2 separate regions of the Lactuca sativa genome follow, and region 2 is linked to region 1. The links are chromatin contacts, called in public Hi-C maps. All regions are on one chromosome and are shown on one strand. The core of a region is the stretch at or near the end of the contact, and the rest is flanking DNA. Distances in the headings are between cores, read along the strand shown. Region 1 holds the start of LOC111876138. Region 2 holds the start of LOC111882323.

The links. Hi-C and Micro-C count contacts between places; a contact is called where the count stands out from the background.
Region 2: a Hi-C map of seed shows a contact between it and region 1, with 4 times the contacts expected there. The contact joins the promoter of LOC111882323 here to the promoter of LOC111876138 in region 1. A contact is called at or near these places in 2 of 4 Hi-C or Micro-C datasets (leaf and seed).

The regions. Positions count from the first base shown.
Region 1 is chr3:213,888,913-213,892,358 of Lsat_Salinas_v11, reverse strand. It overlaps LOC111876138, which reads left to right and starts at 1,638. Exons shown (of 10, transcript XM_023872668.3): 1 at 1,638-2,255; 2 at 2,337-2,411; 3 at 2,484-2,539; 4 at 2,626-2,758; 5 at 2,849-2,945; 6 at 3,039-3,105. The coding sequence starts at 2,054.
Region 2 is chr3:214,253,024-214,256,656 of Lsat_Salinas_v11, reverse strand. LOC111882323 reads right to left here and starts at 2,049. Exons shown (of 6, transcript XM_023878681.3): 1 at 1,750-2,049; 2 at 801-899; 3 at 613-721; 4 at 441-512; 5 at 304-309; 6 at 1-223. The coding sequence starts at 1,937. The coding sequence ends at 104.

The DNA of each region.
Region 1 (3,446 bases), core at 389-2,888:
CAAATAAGTCCCAAAATAAAATTTACTGATGATTTGACCCTTTTCTTCTTCTAACATACATTTTATCGGTTTCATTGTTGACTTAGACACCTAGTCATTAAATTAGCTGATAAGATGAATATGATGGGTTATATAATGCCCACATTTATTGTAAAATTTGATACCCATCTTATCGGCTCATTTATTACTATGTATCTACGTCAGCAATGAAACCAATAAAATGTGTGTTTCCAAGAAAAAATGGCAGAAAATGAGTTGATGTCTGATGAGATGGATATATTGGGTTACATAAGATTAGATAGACAATTTGATATTTCTTATAAACGTAAAAAATAATGCAGTTGTTATTAGTTTATGTAATTATTGTAGTCTTCGTTGGATGCATTTTATGTTCGAAAAAGATATACAATATATCAAGATATCAAGTTTTATGCTAAACATAGCATTATATAACTTAACATATTCATCTCATCATCTCATTTAATGACTAGGTGTCCAGATCAGCAATGAAACCGGTAAAATGTATGTTATATAGAGAAAATAGTCAAATCATCAGTAAATTTTATTTTGGGACTTATTCGCAAATTAAGGTAAAATAATGGGACTTTAGTAAAAAAGGTAAGTAATAAAACCAATAAACCGGAAACAAGGGGTCAAATCGCCATTTTTACCGGTAATTCATGCTTTTTCGTAAACAAAATTTAGTTTGAGACTTTTTCGTAAATTAGGGTAAAATTTTAGGACTTTTCTGGAGATTTCCCAATAACTAATCGTCAATATAAACTAATTTATGTATCAATATAAACTAATTTATAATAGTTTACACAACTATTATAAGGATCCGATGTCGTTCCTTGTGAAATGTTGAAGGGGAAGTGATGTAATACTATGTGACATGACAAGCATCTGAATCTCATCGACGTCCTTATCACAATCCTCATATTCATCCTCTTCGTTCCCAAATTCTAACCTTTCCTCCTCAATCTAATCAATCAAGGTTCATTGAGAGCAGTCCACATATATGCTTATTCTAATACCATTAGCATACCTACAATGACTCTTGATCAGCATAGTAATAAATATCATTACATTTGTCTTTAGTTAACATTTCAAGAAAGAGATGGAATCCTTATACTCTGTACAACTAAAAGAGATATCTTTAACTTAAGCAATAAGATCATTGAAGTATACTAGAAGTTTAGATGGGAAAACACCTTCGTTGTTAAAATCTACAGTTAACAAAACACATGGAGATGAAATTGTCTTCAAGAGTTAATGAACAATAATAGCAAAGAATCGACCAACTTATTTTAACATGATGTAAAATTATTTATGTTGATAAATTCCTGAATCTGTGTAAACTCTTATTTTGCCACTTTTAATACTTGTTTTGTTTGGAACGACATCGGATCCTTATAATAGTTGTTATTATAACTTGTTTATTAATTTATGTATGCATATTTTAATATGTCACTTATCAATTTATGCATTACACTACTAGTCGGTTGCATGAATCAGTAACAATGTAAACACACAAAAATCGATGAAAATTTTATTTTACTACATAAACTAGTTAATAAAAAAATATAAATTAATTGGTCATCCTTTCTATAATCAATTGTTCAAAGGTAAGATGTTAGAGAAGATGAAACAAGTCACTTTTACCAAGATGAAGTTCAATCATGGCTACCCTGGTCCTTGATCTGCGCTCATCCAACACAATAACCCATGTACATGCACATGCTAACGCCATGAATGAATTCACAAAGAGATCTGAGCTCAGCTTCCCCATTTATTTAATCCAATTCCAGGTGTATGAAACAATGTACACCATTAATTTCCCATATCGCAGACAGCTTCAAGTTGCACGAATGCTTCTATCAAATCAAAATTGGAGTAAAGAATCCATCAAATCACGTATCCTTCTTCCCATCTCCATCTGACATCCAATACACAAGAAGCTTCATACACATCACATCATCTGCCTAATATTCCTGTGAATTGTCTATAGAATAGCGATTTATGATCCATAATCACAACGTACAACTTCACAATGGGGTGTGCAGCTTCTGTTTACAGGGTTGGAGGGAATAAGAAGCAGATGAAGATCCCTCTTGTTACCATACTTTCTCCTTCAATTCGAGTTCCTATAAACTCCAATTTCCAAAAACCCCTTAAAGGCCTTGTTCCCAAGGATTTGGCTGATCGTCTTACCTATTCCCGGAATCAAATTGCTCTACTATCGCAACAAACTGGTTAGATTCTTCTCTGCTCCCTAATTTCAATCTGTTTGTTAAATCCCCTGCAGTTTTTTACGGATCTGTAACTTGTTGCAGATGTATCAGCTGTTCCTGAATTGCTACGTGCATTGGAGGAGTACTTACCATTATTAATTGGCCTCACTGATCAAGGTTTATAACGTTTTCGTATATTCGATAGATTAGTTATACTCGTACTAATTTCGTTGTTAATTTGCGTATCAGAACTTGGTTTCCGAGAACTCGTTGAATTCAAATGGAAAGGTTTAGACGATCGACAAGTAAGGATTCGATTAACTCAATACCCTTTTCGATTTTCTGTTCATGTGAATTCCTTTTGTAATCCAATATCCACTTCGATGAACAGGAAATAAGTGTTGCAGATTCCTGGTTTGAATTACTATCTGTTGTTCATATGATGGCGATGCTGACATTAATGGAGGCAAACTCAAAACTAATTCCTAATCAAACTGTCACTACTGAAGAAGTCGAATCTACAGGTACGAAACCCTTATCTATTACGATCATCCAACTTCAAATCCGTCTCTGAAAAAGTTCGATTGATCTTTGATTTTTCTTGTTAACCATAGATAACATCAGATGCGCTGTCGACTTATTGGTGAAGGCAGCTGGGTACCTTCAATTCTGTCTTCAAGAAATTCTTGTCCGAATTCCACCTCACATCAAGTACGTTTAGATTTTCAAATAAGCCATTGATCTTCACAAAAAATTCATATTAATGGACCAAATCATGTAATTCACATCTTGCTTTATGATCAGGATGAAGCTTCCTGTAGATTTGCAGGAGAATGTAATTGAGGCCGCTTATATTCAAGCACTAGCACAGGTATGTCCCTTTTAGACAGCTTTTACAGTAGATGATAAAACATGCTTTCCTGTGTTTGACAGCTTTTAATTTTCTCAAGTCTAATTTAGACCACACTCTTATTACTACTATGCTTTACTATTCAGCAGTAAAGCACGGTAGTACATACTATTCTGTAGTATTGTTAGTGTTACAAAACACTACATACTATTTTGTAGTATTGTTAGTGTTATAAAACACTAACAGCAACACTAACAATACTACTGTATTTACTATTTGATAGTATTGTTACTGTTGGTGTTAAAACAGTACAATACTTTTGTACTGTTTTGTTCTATCTTGTGTTTTTACAAACACGGTTA
Region 2 (3,633 bases), core at 800-3,299, 360 kb before region 1:
AAAACATAAGACTACAAAGCCTCTCAAACTATCTCTTTAAAGACATTTTACAAAAAAAACTGAGTCTAAAACAAAGGTCACATTAAAATCTGACAAATTATTATCAACGCTTCTTCTTGCTTCCCTTTGCAGCACCTGCCTTTGATGGAGTTGCCACCAAATACACAAATAGCACCACTATGGAAATCACCGACACTAATGACCCATATTTCGCCAATAACCTCTGCAAATTTACATAATGTAAGATATTAATTCAGGGTTAAAAACGACATTTCACATTTGTCCAAATTTCTAGTAACTTACCTTAGCCTGAAAGAGTAGCAGCCATCAAAGCACACATTCATGCACAAGAACACAGCAATGCATTATTAGTTAACAAGACTTTTATTTCAATTATAAATCAGTTTATATAAATTTGTTTTAGAAAGTAAAAGACTTACAAGATCGAATGTATTCTCACGTGGCTTATCTGATAGGATTTCAAGAGGCAGAAGTGGGGTTGAATATGCCTCCTGCAACAGTAAAAAAGATTGTTAGACTAAACACATAATATATATTTATAAATTATAATAATAAAATTAATTCATATTTTCCATGAATGATGAATTTAACCTGTAGTGCAGCCTTTGTGGGGACACGGAATGTAATAACAGCAGGTGTGCTGTAAAAGACAGATTTCACTGTTGACTCTAACTCAAAAGAGTGTGATAGAACAGCACCACTGAAAATATGACAAGTAATTATTGTGAGAATCAATTCAAGAAAAGAAAAAATCAATTCAAGAATATGATTATACATACACATCGAGTCTTTCCCATGAAGTTGAAGTGTTCCCTGAGATGATGCTGAATATCTCAGAAGACCAGCCATCATCACTGAGGCTAACATCATAAGCAGCCCTGGATGGAAAAGAGGGGGAAAGTGTGAGATTATGTAAGAAATAAATTGATATATTTGTCAAAACTTTGTATAAACAAACAATGAAATGGAAGTGCTTCATGGAAATATGCCTAAACTCATACTCCTTTCTATGTATTTTTACTAATTAGTAACATTATTGAGTTTATAATTATAACTCGAACTATTTGAATTACAATGAGCTTCAGGTCAAATATCTTCTCAATGATCATATTGCAACTGCAAGACAATGTTACCTCTATCAAGCTTTCAGCATAGATTATAAGAGGAAATATACAATGCTTTCACCATAGTTGAAATTTGAAAATATATCTTTGGCAAAAACAAGAGAAAAATATTGATGATCAAAGACCAAACATAAGACACTTTCTTGTTAACTGTTATGGTGATGCAATTGATCAGATTCTCTGAGTTCGAAAAGAACCAACTTGTATTGTATTAAATGGTATAGCGAAATGATTGAGACCACAAAGTCTTATCATTAAATTAGCAATTTTTTCTACCTGGAACAAAAATTGTACATAAGGGAAGCTTCATTATCATCTCTTGCTAGAAATTTGAAAGGCTTAATTCATAATTCATAGCTAAAGAATATAGCTGTCTAATCAATATCCGATTGTAACAGAAACACCGGATCCATAATTAATTAGATGGCTTGAGGCCTTGAGCATAGACGATTCCATCGATCTATTCAGATCCATGGAATAAGAAAGCAACCAAACGCCTAAAATATGGATCGGAATGTGCAGATGGCAAATCGAATTTGTGGAGCAACTACATGAAGAGATCTATGTAAAGTAAATACGAGAAAAGAAGGTGGAAGCTACATACGCAGATCCTTGGTTATATATGTCGATAGAAACGGAGACTTTTTCGGCGCCGGATTTGAGTCTGTTGAGTGTAGCTTTCTTGTGAGCTACGATGAAAGGAGAATCGGAGCCGGCAATTGCCGATGATGAGGCTATGAAGAAGACTAATACTAGAGAGAGGAGAGAATTCATCATCGTGATCTTCGCCATTTTTCCGTTTGAGGTGAAGGTTGAGATTTTGTCGGATCTTAAAAGTATTTCAATATATATTTATTTTCTGAGATCCAGTTAGGAATCAGGATGATCGCAAGTTCGTAATTGATAGATCAAAATCAAAGTCAAAGAGTAGGGTTTCAGTCTCGGAAATCAGATTCGACCCACTCACTTAGTTAGGTAGGTGTTTAAAGCCCATGAAGGCCTGCTCTGCTCAACCCAAACTAACTGGTGCACATACCGGATAGCTCTTGTATCCAGGAAAAAACTTGATTCGGATATATCTTTTTTTTTTTTTTTTCCGAACGACATAATTACAATGAAACGAAACTAGCGAGACGCTAGACAAGTTACAACATACAAACAAGAGAAACAGGAGAATTACACCAGTTAAACCAATATAAAGAACTAAATCTCCCTTTATATTTCAACCAATTGAAAGAGATTAATTGGATATCATCGGTTGTCTTCATTGGGTTGCTCCCGACACTTTTGAAAATTAAAGCATTTCTAGACTTCCATATGCTCCATAAAACTAAATATATTAGGGCACGTAGCAATTTCTTCATTTTCTTATTCAACACCAAAGTCTTTACCACCCCCAACATGTCAGAAACATTCATAGGAACAGAATTCAATAACATTGACCAGTTACATAACCAGCTCCAAACTTTTTTTTTACAAAACTACACTTAAAAAACAGATGGTCGACATCTTCCTGTTCAATACCACAGAGCGGGCAAAGATACGATGGCAAAGTCACACCTCTAACAAGAAGGTTGTCGACAACTGGAATCCTATTTAAACATAAATGCCAAACAAAACAATTCACTTTTAGAGGAGCCCAACCATCCCAATGAAAAGGAAACGGGTTTGAGACCTCTTCCGCAGTAGCCATCAAGTTCCGCAAATTTTGAACTGTAAAACCACCTGTCTCGTTACCAATGTTCTAAATGGCGTGAGGCGTGGTGTGGTGGCAAGGTCAAGCCTCAAGCTTAACGAGTCATGGCGAGTCATGGCGTTTTTCAAGACGTGATGTAAGGCGGCGATTTTGTAATAATTTAAAATTATATTACCACATAAATATAAATTTATATTAAATATAACTACTTTTTAGAATTGTTAGATCAATAACTAATAACAAAAAGTTAACAAAAACCACAATACTTGTATCCCTGATTAGAAAAGGACATAACAAAGAGCAAAGAAACGTGTCTCAACCGAAAAAACACGTGCCATAACACCCCATAACGCGCCATGGCGCGCCATATCACGTCTTGCCACGCGCCACGCCTAACAGCAACGTTATGAGGCTTTTTCGTAACGGCGAAGCCACGCCTCACGCCATGACACGCCTTTTAGAACACTGCTCGTTACCTTTCCTAACCCACGAATTAGCTATGTTTGTCAACACCACACCAACAACTTTGTTGTTTAAATCTGATAAAGCGGTTGCCTCCCTTCCTCTCCTTGGATTTGTCGACCACTGCCCATGAATTCCATCTAGACCTCTGTTTCGAATTTTGTTACTGACCATGCAATTTTTCTGCACTTCAATGCGATAAAGTTCCGGAAAAACATCTTTCAACACTACACTGTCACACCATTTGTCCTTCCAAAAGTAGGTTCTATTTCTCGCTCCAAGACGCCTTACAAACAAGTCTTCCAAGTTAATTCCCCAATGTTCCATATC